Linked DNA regions of Oryctolagus cuniculus: regions 2 and 3 are each linked to region 1. The links are chromatin contacts, called in public Hi-C and Micro-C maps. All regions are on one chromosome and are shown on one strand. Each heading gives the region's core, a stretch centred on a gene start, on an enhancer-like site or on the middle of the called end of the contact. The rest is flanking DNA. Distances are from core to core; before and after follow the strand shown.

What was found. Hi-C and Micro-C count contacts between places; a contact is called where the count stands out from the background.
Region 2: a Hi-C map of an unstated tissue shows a contact between it and region 1, with 4 times the contacts expected there. The contact joins the promoter of NRN1L here to the promoter of ENKD1 in region 1. A contact is called at or near these places in 2 of 6 Hi-C or Micro-C datasets (ear pinna and an unstated tissue).
Region 3: a Micro-C map of ear pinna shows a contact between it and region 1, with 6 times the contacts expected there. The contact joins the promoter of RANBP10 here to the promoter of ENKD1 in region 1. A contact is called at or near these places in 4 of 6 Hi-C or Micro-C datasets (ear pinna, psoas muscle, skin fibroblasts and 1 more).

The regions. Positions count from the first base shown.
Region 1 is chr18:50,908,530-50,912,497 of mOryCun1.1, reverse strand. It overlaps ENKD1 (enkurin domain containing 1), which reads left to right and starts at 2,222. Exons shown (of 8, transcript XM_002711620.5): 1 at 2,222-2,322; 2 at 2,471-2,570; 3 at 2,662-2,829; 4 at 3,233-3,405. The coding sequence starts at 2,486. It overlaps C18H16orf86 (chromosome 18 C16orf86 homolog), which reads right to left and starts at 2,248. Exons shown (of 4, transcript XM_070062629.1): 1 at 2,130-2,248; 2 at 1,890-2,019; 3 at 1,484-1,692; 4 at 1-1,119. The coding sequence starts at 1,985. The coding sequence ends at 423.
Region 2 is chr18:51,126,943-51,130,910 of mOryCun1.1, reverse strand. It overlaps NRN1L (neuritin 1 like), which reads right to left and starts at 2,254. Exons shown (of 4, transcript XR_007919969.2): 1 at 1,927-2,254; 2 at 1,076-1,208; 3 at 561-938. EDC4 (enhancer of mRNA decapping 4) reads right to left here. Exons shown (of 29, transcript XM_017342306.3): 27 at 3,666-3,885; 28 at 3,143-3,306; 29 at 2,404-3,018. The coding sequence ends at 2,760.
Region 3 is chr18:51,057,884-51,061,851 of mOryCun1.1, reverse strand. RANBP10 (RAN binding protein 10) reads left to right here and starts at 1,877. Exons shown (of 14, transcript XM_008257482.4): 1 at 1,877-2,367; 2 at 3,061-3,172. The coding sequence starts at 2,133. It overlaps TSNAXIP1 (translin associated factor X interacting protein 1), which reads right to left and starts at 1,775. Exons shown (of 15, transcript XM_070062618.1): 1 at 1,469-1,775. The coding sequence starts at 1,600.

The DNA of each region.
Region 1 (3,968 bases), core at 973-3,472:
CCCCTCCTGGAGGAAGGCAGCATCATCTCCCAGAGCCTGCTTTTCAAATTTGAGGATGCTACCTTCTCTTTCTCGGGTCAGAGTTTTTCCAGACCAGTGGAGATTCTGTCACCTTTCCCCCTGTGATATGGCAAGCAGAAGAGAATCTTCACAATAACCTGTTGCTTATTCAGCTTCCAGCAAAATCTTGTGGGCATTGGGGTGGGGGGGCACTGGTGAAGTCATCCCTCTCCCTGCCTCTTTGGCCATTCAGGCATCATATTTGAGGACTCACAAAGTCTTGAGGAAAATGTTTATTTTCAATGAACTCAGGTTCCCAAGTAGGGAAGGGCCAGATTCCCCTCTCCACTTGAATGCGTGGGCCTGTCCTGATGGCTGTCCTGGCTCAGGCTTAGCAGGAGGGACCGAGCAGGACAGGACAGTCACTTGTACTGAGGAGAGAGTGGGGGCACAAGTGGAGCTGTGCAGACACTCAGCATCTTGTCGATGTCCACCTGGGCTGACTTGTCCACCTCGGCCTTGAGGCAGGCAGTCGCCGCCACGCTGGGTAAACCTGCAGGCTCCTCTCCAGCACCCTCTCCTATGGGAGCCGGAGCAGGGGTGGGGGCCAGTAGTGCATCGAGGCAGGGCATGGCAAGGCCGGAGCCCAGCTCACCTGCCATGGGCAGCAAGGCCTGCAGTTGCTCCACACCCGCCTCCTCAGGAACCAGAGCCAGCTCTGCCTCAGGCTGCAGCTCAGCCTTGGCCTCCTCGTCCCCCTCCCCTGCCTGGTTCAGCTCCGGGTTGCAGTAGTTGATGTACTGGTACAGTGGCCTCAGGCGCTGGGCCTTTCCTGCAAGGACCCAGGGCGGGGCAAGGGCTAGAGTGCCAGGCTCTGTGCCATGTTGGGCCAGCAGGCAGGGAGGGAAGAGGAGGCCCAGGGGCTGCCACTCACGCTCTGGTCCCAAGGCCTCTGAGGGGGCAGGCACTGTGCTGGCCATGGCGGCCAGCACAGGAGCCCCAAGACTCTTGCGTTTCTTTGCTTTCTTGTGCTGTTTCGGGGATGGTGAGGGCTCACTCTGGCTTCCCTCCGACTCCTCCCTCTGCAGCAGTAGCCCTGGTGACAGCTCAGCTTCAACCCTAGGATGGGCATGGAGACTAGAGCTGGGGAGGCTGGGGGACTGCAGCCAGGGACAAGGGGCCTGCCAAGCCAGCCCCCAGGCCCTAGGCCTAGGGAAGAGCCCTGCCTACCCACCACCCCAGGGCTGGTTACCTGTCCCTTTCCTGGTCAGTGAGGCCCCAGGCCCAACCGGGGCCCAGAGCTCATGTGAGCCAAGTCCTCATCTCCCGTGGTGCTCCCCACAGCAGGAAGCAGAAAGGGTTGAGGGCACTGGTAGTGGGAGGAGACAAGAATCTGCTCTACAGGAGAGCAGGACCTAGAACCCCACTAGGGTGTGAGCCCCACGCCTCAGCCCTGCGGCTCTCTCCCTGGAAGCCTCCTCACTTGACTGGCTTCCTCTTGGGCCCATGACCAGGCCTCATGGGGGAGGCCATAGGCCTGGGGCCTTTCTCCTCTGGTGCTTCCACCTGCGGCTTGAGCGCTCGTTCCTGGAGCTCTGGCTCTGAGGCATGTCCTCTTGGACACCTGTCTGCACCTGGGGTCCTGCAGGCCTCGTAGGCTGGCTCCAGGCACTGAGCTTCCATCACTGGGCACTAGAAGTGACACATAGGCAACTGGTCACCATGGTTAGGTAGAGTCTATAGCCATAAGTCAGCTGGTGCCCAGCATTAGCCACCAAACACGGGGTGGAGGGCACCAGCCCATGCCCAGCCCCAGCTTGGTCATCCGGAGTCCGGTCCCCCAGTGTGGCACGGCCAGGGTGTGAAGGCTTCACAGCCTTGGCCATCACCTCAGAGCGGCCACTGGGTGCCTTCACGAGCTGTGCCGGCCCCACGGCCACCCCTTCCTGGGCTCCTGGCGGCCTCTCCGCCCCTGCCGAGGCCATGGCTGCGCGGGGTCAACGCGTCCTCGCCGGTTACCTACGGAGAGAAGGGAGACGAGCCATGAGGGGCTGCACTGGTGGGCCCTGAGCTGACCACAGAGACTGGCTGGGAAGCGAGCTGCGAAGGGAAATTGGTGGTCGCCCCACCTGCCCTCGGCTGGAACTACAAGCCCCAGAAGGCCTTGCGCCAGGGTCACTGCCCCTGACCTCAGGGACGGAAGCCATTCGTTGCCTGGCAACAGCAACTCCCTTCGCGGTGCTGCAGCTGGCGGCAAAACTGCTAGAGTGAGCCGGGCTCGGGGGTTACCGGGAAGAGGCCGCGAACCCCGAAGGGACGTGGGTTAGCGGCGGGGCGGGAGACGAAGGGGGCCGGGAATGGGGGGCACTGCCATGGTCTGGGTCTAGGTGGAGGGAGGAGGCGCAGGGCTGGGGAAGGGAGTCCCGGGCGGGAGGTGCACAGCCTGGCAGGCCTCGGTGCACCGTTGCAGGGCGTCGAGGACAGCATGTGCGAGGGCCCGTCCCGCATCTCGGGGCCCATCCCCCCAGACCCCACGCTCTGCCCAGACTACTACCGGCGGCCGGCCTCAGGTGAGTCGGGGGTGCTGCGGAGGGGGCAAGGCCCGGGATCGCCTGCCGCTCCACCGCTGAGCTCCGCACTCGGCCCTGTCCCGCCCCTCAGCCCAGGGCCGCCTCGAAGGAAACGCGCTGAAGCCGGACGCCACCCCACCCCGCGGGCCCCGCATCAGGCCCGGAGGCCGAGAGATCTTGGAGCGTGGCTGGCGAGGCGTAGGGGGCGTGCTGCTGCAGCTCGAGGGCATCTCCCTCAGTCCGCGGGTCTCGCCCAAGAGTAAGTCCGGCAGAAGGGGCAGTGAGGCAGTTGGAAATCAAAAGCGGCTGTCCCTTCCCTGACCTGGGCCCAGGCTTTGCCTCTCTTGAGCGTCAGTTTCCCGCGGGAGGGAACCTCATTAATTCATGCATCAAAACGTGTTTCCTGTGTGGCAGGCCTTGTGGGTGCCAGGAAAGCAGGGTCGTAGGCAAGGTGGGAGGCAGTAAGTGAAGACATGAGGCGATCCAGGGTATTTACTGAAAAAATACAGAAAATAACGAGGGGAGATTTACATGCAGGCAGGGGAGCGAGGGGAGGTCTGGTGTGTAGACAGCGTCTGGCAGACACAGAAACCGGGAGATCTTTCTGGAGAGGGCGGGCAGGGAGCTGGTCAGGGCAGAGCCTGGGAGCACCTTTCCCCCAGGGAAGGACCCTAAAGACCATGAGAAGGAGAACCTGAGGCGGATCAAGGAGATCCAGAGACGCTTCCGGGAGCAGGGCCACGGCCGGGAGCAGGGCCAGCCCCAGCCGCTGAAGGCTCTGTGGCGCTCACCCAAGTATGACAAGGTGGAGTCTCGAGTCAAGGCCCAGCTGCAGGTACCCGCCCCAAGGAGCCGAACCCTGGCCTGCACTGTGGGGAGGGAGGCACCTGATGCTGTCATGGCGTGGGGCTGGGGTCACTTCTCAGAAGTGGTCATGGCTATGCTGGTCATGAATGGCAAGTAGGGATTGGGCAAGGGGAGAGTAGTATAGAATATTCCAGAAAGAGGGCGGGCGTGTGGCCTAGTGGTGCAAACGCTGGTTCGGAAGCCTGTATTCCACATCAGGGTGGGTGCTGGGTTCCGTCCCCAGCTGCGGCTCTTTGACCCCAGGGAGGCAGTGGTGAAGGCTGCTCCACCTGAGGGACGTGGGTCGCACTCCTGGTGCCCAGCCTCAGTCATTACAGGCACCTGGGGAGTGAACCAGGCAATGGGAGCTCCGTCTCTCTGCCTCAGGAAAGGAAAAGAAAAAAAAAGCAAAGTGTAATTAAAAGAAAAAAAAATAAAGAACATGCCACAGAGATGGAACCTCACAGGCGGGAGTCCGGAGACCAGCGGGAGCAGGCAGTGAAGGTGCCAGGTTCTCTGCTAGCAGTGTGGCTCCCACTGGGAGAGGGGAAA
Region 2 (3,968 bases), core at 1,005-3,504, 220 kb before region 1:
CTCATGGCAGAAGCTTTCAAGTGGATTCCAGAAGGGGCTCTCCACCCACTGAAAGAGCCCCCCTTCAGATGGACCATGACCCCAGAGGAGGGGGTCGATGCACATAATCTGGGCTCAGCAGAGGATAGAGGCAGTGAGATGGTCAGGACCCTGCAAACTGGAAGAAGCCAGGACAGCAGGGTGGAACAGCAGGGGCAACCAAAGATCAAGGGCACTCAGCCACCTCACCTGGCCACCTGGAAGGAGTAGGCAGAGCTAGGAGTGAGGCTGAGAACTCCCGCCTCTGGACCCTGCCGGATTATCTGCCATAGCCAGTCTGAGAAGGCACAGACTGCATTCCGGCAGATCTTGGGTCTCCACCAGAGCTCATGGGATTTGCATGCAATGGAAAGCTCTGCTCTGCAGCCAGGAAATAAGTCTTCATAAGGAGGAAGATTGAGTCCCTTGTGGCAGCCCTCGGTCCGCCCATCCCATGCTGGGGATCAGCCTCTGGGGGCCCCGCCCCAGCCAAGCGGGCCACAGCTGGGAGAAAGGAAGGAGCTTAGTGCAAATATAAATACCTTTAATGAAAGCCATGCGCACTCTGGAGAGCCAGGAGAGCGGCCACTGGTGCAGGGCTGCAGGCACAGGAGCTGCTACCTGACCAAACCAGCTAGGCCAGAGGCCCCAGGAGGCAAGCAAGCGCCAGAGCAGCGGCCAGCAGTGGGGGTGCTGGGGCTGGGACGGATATAGGCGCTGTCGCCCGCAGGGTCTCCTGATTGGTCTCCGAGCCTGCACCGTGCTCCCAGACACGCACTGGGGCACTGCACAGAGTGTGTAAGTTATCTGGGTGTGGGGCCCGGCGAGCTTCTTGCTGTAGTGACTCCCACACAGCAGCCGCCTCCTCTGGGCAGCCAGACAGGACTTGTGAGGCACAGGCATGGAAGTCATTCCAGGATCTGTTAATGGAATGGGATTAGGGGGATTAGGTGGCACAAGGAAGGTGCTGAATGAGAAGGAAGAGATTCAGACCCTGCGGGTGGTGTGGGTTGGATTGCTGCCACCCGCCTGCCTGCTTCCTCCCACCTTCCCGTACCTGCAAACAGTCTCCAGCTCGCCTCCTTGGCCCATGCCGTCTCCCAAGCGGATGAGACACTCAGCAAAGCCCTGGTATATGGTGTCACAGCGGTTTGGGCCCTCTGTGGCTGCTGCTAGGGGAGGTACGAGGACTGGGAGGTGGAGTGGAGAATGGTTGATAGGGTGAGCTAGGACTGAAATCCAACCCCCAGGGGCTTGTTTACCGGGAGCACGCTGGGGACGTGACTCAGCTTGAAAAGGGCACCCCGGGGGAACTCAGGGGCCTATCTGGGGATCATCTATCTTTGCCCCCTTCAAGATGGGACTAGAACTGGGATACATGGAAGGGGCAGGGGACACTGTCCCACTGAGTGATTCTTCCTCTGAGCTTCTGGAGCCCCAGATTTGGTGAGAATGCTCCAAATGAAGGAGTCAGAACAGGTGGAGAGGGGTGGAGTCCAGAGGCCTCTGCCTACAGGGGCTTTGCTTGGCCCTCCTGCCTTGCGCCCAAAGGTAGCTAATGTCTCAGCTGAAAGTGGGCAGGAGAGGGGCTGGGATCCATGTCAGATCCTCACAGAAGACCTCAAGGATCCTAAGGCTGGACTAAGAGTGCCACCAGACTATGGCTCCCTTTATCAAAAGATGGGTTGGGGGATCTCAAGGTCTCTTCCCAAAACTGGAGCTCAGTTGGTACCTCTTTCAATCGTGAAGCCAGTGGCACTCCCTTGAAACCCACACACTTCCATTCTACCCTGGCAATAAACCAGGAAAACTGTGCCCCCAGCTCCTATACATCCCCTTTACCCAGTCTGGCAGGGGCTCAGTGAGAGGGGTTGTAGCCCCGGCCAGGTCCAGGACACCCACACTCACCAAGTGGCAGCAACAGCAACAGCTTCAGGGCACGGTGTGGCCGCCGGCAGTGGCGGCAGCAGCACCAGCAGCAGCAGCAGCGTCGGCAGCAGCGCATCGTCCCTGGCTGGGAGCCTAGTGCTGGAGCTAGCAGCTCAGAGAGAAGCCGTCGGCCCAACCCCCGGAGGCAGGGAACGTGATTGGATGGAAGCAGAGGCGGGGCTCCTTAGCCAGCCAGAGGCTCCGCCTCCAGTACCCACAAAGGCAAAGCAACAAGGAAGGACCCCAGAGAGAAGTAGTGCTCATGGACACAGGTTGTTGTTGGACTTGCCCTTGGACCCTTACCCCAGAGGCAGAGATCTGAGAAGGCAGATGAGCAAATGAAGAAGGGTGCCCAGACCCCTGGGGTGGGCTGGTCTGGGCAGAGTTTTCCAGGGAAAGAGAGCCAGGGAACAGAGAGGGCAGTTATCGGAGTCACACCAAACACACACACACATATTCCATTTTATTCCAAAAGCATTTAATTGAATTTCTCAATGTTTTTCAAAAACAAAAAGATCCAAATCAGAGGTAAAAAGAACATGGAAAATTCAACTCAAATGGTGTCACAATCTCAGGGTCATGCTCCAGGTACGGCAGAACCCAAGAAGGCACAGTACCTGCCCTGGGCCCAGCCGAAACCTGATGGCTACCACAGTCTGTAGGCCACGGCCAGTTGTCCCTGCCCCCTCCACTCCGAAACATTGCAGAGTTGGGGGCCTCAGCAGGTAAATGGCAGACAATGACCCGCCTTGGCCTAAGCCTGTGTATCAGCCTTCAGTGCCAACCACCCCCGGACAAGGCGGGCTTAGCTGCTAAGGGAGGCTCGGGGTCACAAGGCCGTGCAGCATGAGGCTGAGACGCCGGGCCGCTTTGCCAAGTGAGTTGTGTGGCTCAACCTGCAGGAACTGGAAGAGCTTCTGGCGCACCTGGGCCATAACGGAGCCCATGTGGTCTCGAGTGATGGGATCACTGTGGTCCAGGTGCATCACAGCCTCTTCCAGGTAGCTGAGGATGAGGGGAAAGGACAGACTACAGGTGGGTGCCTGCAGATGGGAGCGCCCTCTGGTGGCACTGAAGCACAGAGGGAAACCAAGCCTCAGATGGGCTGGGGCAGAGGATGGGGGAGAAAATTAGGCTGGGAAACTGCTCCCTCCCTGCCCTCCAACCACAGCTTGTCTCCTAGTCTGTAACTCACCTGAGCTTGAGGTCAGTTCGAGTGCCAAGGTCTGATGCCAGCTGCTGGATGAGGGAAAGGAGCACGGGCTGGGAGAGTGGGCAGGGTGGTTGCCCAAAAACCTGGGCTGGGTCCACAGTTTCACACACATACAGCACCAGGTTCAGGTCAGCAGCTGTCAGAGCCTGGCGGAGAACAGGACAACAGCGTTTCTAGTTCCTATCAGGATGGAACACCTGTTTGTACTGTGTGGCTCAGGGGAGGATTACCACACCTTGAGGTGCTGAGTGATACAGAGTACTCTAGGGCTGTACTGTTATCCTAGACCAGGAAAGCTTTCCTGAGAAGGGCTGTTGTGAAAAAAGGTGGGCTGAGGTGGGGAGAAAGGGATCCAGACAAGGGAGATGGTCTGAAAGCCAAGAAAAGCCAAGAGTACTCCACTGGGGCAGAATGGCCCAGTGCCTGGTGGAAGGTATGAAAGGTATGTTGTATGGGCCTGCTTAGGATTCACCTGACCCCTACCCAGACCAAATAACTGTTGTACCTGCTGGAAGGCCTGATTGAGGTGGCCCTGCTGCAGCAGCTGCAGGATATGGGCTTGCTGGGCCTGGCAGTCGAGATGGGCAGAGGGGACAGGTGTGCCAGCAGCTGAGCGCATGGCCTGCATGATGCTGGAGGTGACAGCAGCCTGCTGCTCCTTGAGTGCCACGCTCACCTCACCTTTAACGATACGTTGTACCTGTGCTAAAATTGACTCCTGCAGGCTGCAAATGAAAGCAACACCGATAAGGTGGACAGGGCGCCCAATGTGAGCCTCCCCAAACCCACTACCTCGGCTAATGCCCCA
Region 3 (3,968 bases), core at 628-3,127, 150 kb before region 1:
AAAACTGTTATTTAGTGGGTGTGTCAGGGTTGTGACCTCAAGCTGCTCAATTTCAGCCAGCAAGCAATTTTGCCAGGAAAATGAGGAGAAAGGGAGAGAAGCCAATAGAGAGAAGTCTGTCCCTGGGAAAATATGCAATTCCAGGGTCTCTTGTAGAGGATCCCTCTGCTACGTTTCACGGTGCTGAGGTCTGGCCCATCCATCATCCTGGCTCTGCTCTCAGTGGAGCAGGTGGACACACTCACCCCGTATCTCTAAAGCAAACACTGAGCCTGGTCCAATGTATAAGAGATCACAAATACTTGAATGCGGAATATAGTGATGGAAGATGCTTGGGACTGCCACCCAATTTAGCCTCGTCAATTACATTGTGCATCCTTCTGAGGACGGATGGGGATTCTCTTTCTGAGTTTGCTCCCTATCTTTGTCACAGACGACTGCAGTTTCCCAAATCACGCCTGTGCTGTGGAACACCTCTCTCAAGTCTGCTGCTTGGTTCTTGCAGACTGATTTTCCTCTGGATAAAACAGGTAAATTGGCATTTCCTGTTTTAGGGGACTCTTGTGGGCTTTTCATGGGAGCAGACCCTGAAGGATGAGAATTCAGGTGAGGTCAGGATTTTTTGCATTGGCCATAATTAGAAGAGGCAAACTATATTATTTAAAATTTCCTGAATGCCTACTATGTGCAAGAGCAGTGGTGACAGCTTCCCATATTCTTGCTAAATGTTCCCAACAATGTATCATCCTCCTGTTTGAGATACAGAAACCAGTGCCTGTAACTTTAAGGGCCTTCTATCAGGTTCAGAAGCTAGGAAGGTATTTAGGTGAAATTTTTGTGTGAATCCATATAGGCGGCTTTCCTGATCAATGGGACTTGTGTCATATTTTACAGTGCCTGGAGGCGGCACCCCTGAATCTGGAGCTACTTGAAGAGGCTGTGAGATATGCCTAGGCTGCTTAGAGTCAGCCTAAATTCAACAAATATCTTTGTCATAAATCCAACTAACTCATGGGTGAAGAGATAGTTTGTCCCTGTAGCTAAGGGTTCCAGTTCAGAAGTCTGACGTAGCTGGGTTCACATCTTAACTCCACTACTTATCCGCACATGTAGGTAAAAGACATCATCTCTCCACACTGCTACTTTTTCATTTGTAAAGTGGTGATACTACTTCTTCATTGAGTCGTTGTGAGGGTTAAATGTGGTATACAACGCACTCGGCATATATAACACGCTCAGTGCAAGCTGGCAGTTACTACTACTGGCGAAATGCGTCCGCCCTTTTGCCAGCAGGTAACGTCCTCAGTGGGCTAAGTCAGCCGGGCTTTCTGCACCGCTGTGTCCGGGCCAGAGCCTCACACAGAAGGACACAGGCCAGCAGGAGGTTCAGAGGTCTGTTCCAGATGCCATTTCCTTCTCTGGAGGTACTCAAACCCTCCTCTCTGTCCTCAGCCCGCCCGGCGCCTACCTCGACACAGACGAGAAGCTGCAGCACCGCGACTGTGAGGAGTCCATTACCCGACTCGGGCAGGCAGGCAGGCGAGCGGGCAGCCAGCACCCGCCGCCTGGTTAGCTGTGGTAGTGTACAGCCCGTTGTCATGACGACCAGGCCCCAGCGGCCCCGCGGCGGGGGCGGGGCCAAGATTGTGCCACGCCTCTAGACCCTGCGCCCGCCCGCTGGGAGAAGGCCAGGTGGCAAAGATGGACTCGGACTGGGGAGCCGGGTGCCCCGAGAGCCGGTCCCTGCAGTGCGTTGGACCCCAACTACCAGAACTGAATCAGGGGCATGAACCGAGGCCTCGGGGGAAGGAGGGGCGCTGAGAGACCCGGTTCCGATTTGCTGGCGGGAACTGTAGTTTTTGATGCCCCAGCATCTCAGTAGGGCAGGCTCATGGCTGAGATGGTTTGTACCACAACTCCCATAGTTCTCTACCGGCCCGCCTCCGGAGAGCTGTGCATTGTGGGATTTGAAGTCCAAAGTGTGGCAAGGAGGGGCAGTGTCCAAAGAGAGGTGCCGGACTCGGACTCGGTTTCCCTGCGGCCCCGGCAGGCTGGCGGGCCATTGGCTGAGCGGGGCGGATCTAGTCCTGCTCCTCCCCGCCCCCAGTGACACAATAGCAGCTCCCTCCAAGATGGCGGCGGCGACGGCAGACCCGGGAGCTGGGAACCCGCAGCCTGGAGACTCCTCCGGTGGGGGCGCTGGGGGCGGGCTTCCGTCCCCGGGGGAGCAGGAGCTGAGCCGACGCTTGCAGCGTCTGTACCCCGCGGTCAACCAGCACGAGACGCCGCTGCCGCGCTCCTGGAGCCCCAAGGACAAGTACAACTACATCGGCCTCTCCCAAGGCAACCTCCGCGTCCACTACAAAGGTATCGTCCGTGTGACCACGGGGGGACCAGGCCAGAGCATCTGCGGTACGGCTGTGGCTGTGCTGCCTACACCTGCCCCATCACGGCCTTTTCCCTGCGTGGGTGCTCTGGGTTAGGCCTTAGCCCCTGTGGAATGTCCAGTGTGCTGGGGCTGACCAGGCCGAGGGTTGACTGCCGGCTCTGCTCTGCCCGAGACCCCCAGCGTCAAGAGAACTGCAACAGGTGTCCAAACCCAGTGCTGGCCTGGACCTTCCACTTCAGGGCCTCCTTGCTTGTCTTGGGCTGCCTCCCGCAGCGCCAGCTCGGTCCTTTATCAATGCTTAGTTTCTGGAGTGTGCTGGTCACATCTCCACCATTAGCCGGAGCCCCATGGGCTTGCCTGCCTGCCAGTCATCCAGGACTAGGCCAGGGGTTCTCTGCTAAAGTGGAGGAGGTGTTTTCCAGGTCTGCCCTCTTCTTCCCCTGGTCTCTCCGGTGGGCTGCCTGCATTCTAGAGACTGCTGGTAGCACTTGGCTGTCCCTCACGTGCACCCGTATTGCGTCTACCCTTGTTGGGGGGGAGGACAGCGGCTCAGGAGGAGGTGTGTGTGTTGACTCAGTTGTCTAGGTATTCCTTGGAGACTGTAAGAGTGTCCTCTGGCTTCCCATCTGCATTTCCTTCTCCTGAAATTTCTTCCTTGCCCTCTCCTATAGGTCATGGCAAAAATCACAAAGACGCAGCCTCGGTGCGCGCCACGCACCCCATCCCTGCAGCCTGTGGCATTTATTACTTTGAGGTGAAGATTGTCAGCAAAGGAAGAGATGGGTAAGCCCCTCGGTAGCACCCTCTTTCCCCAACACTGAAACTGTTCCAGGTGGTCAGAGTTCGAAGTTTCCTGGCTGACACCGTGACCCTGCGAGCTGCTGAGCCCATGGGTCTGGGCTTTCTGTGTTCCTTGACCATGGCTGGTCTGAGCATTAGGCCCTGAGAGCAAGTAGGGGTGTTAATGGTAAAGCAAGGGGCTTTTTTTTTTTTTTTTTTTTTTTTTTTTAGTGATGATGTCATTACATGCCTCACAGATCAGAAAAACAAGTAACAAGTACGGTTCAGCACCCGCAGTGGGGTTTTCCCACTGGTGTGTAGTGTGTGACTTCCCTCCGTTCACACTCCTTTTTATGGCATTGAGTCATGTAGAGGCCCTGGTAGGCTTCAGAGGAGTAGGAGAGTCTTTCCAGCTTCCATCAGAGTGGTGGTGGCCACCAGCCTGTCATCTCAGGGTAAACAGCACACACATGGTCAGAATCAGGTGACCGCGCTGCCCATAAACTTGTTTTTCAGTCCAGGAACTTGCACACCAGTTGGACCAGCTTTAAGAAGGTCCTCATTAAGGTCAGCATCAGGGAGACACCCTCTTTTAGGCAGACCTAGGAAATCAGAGGGGAGAGTCTTCATTTTTCTTTCTCATTCTCCTTTTTCTCCCCGTTTCCCCTTTTTCCAGTGATTGTGACAAAGCAGGTGTTTAAGTTATGAAATAACATGATTGCAGCTACTGTGGAAAACACTTTCCTTACCAGTGACCAGCCCCACCCGGCCAGTGACCTTTGCCCCTGCCCTGAGCGGA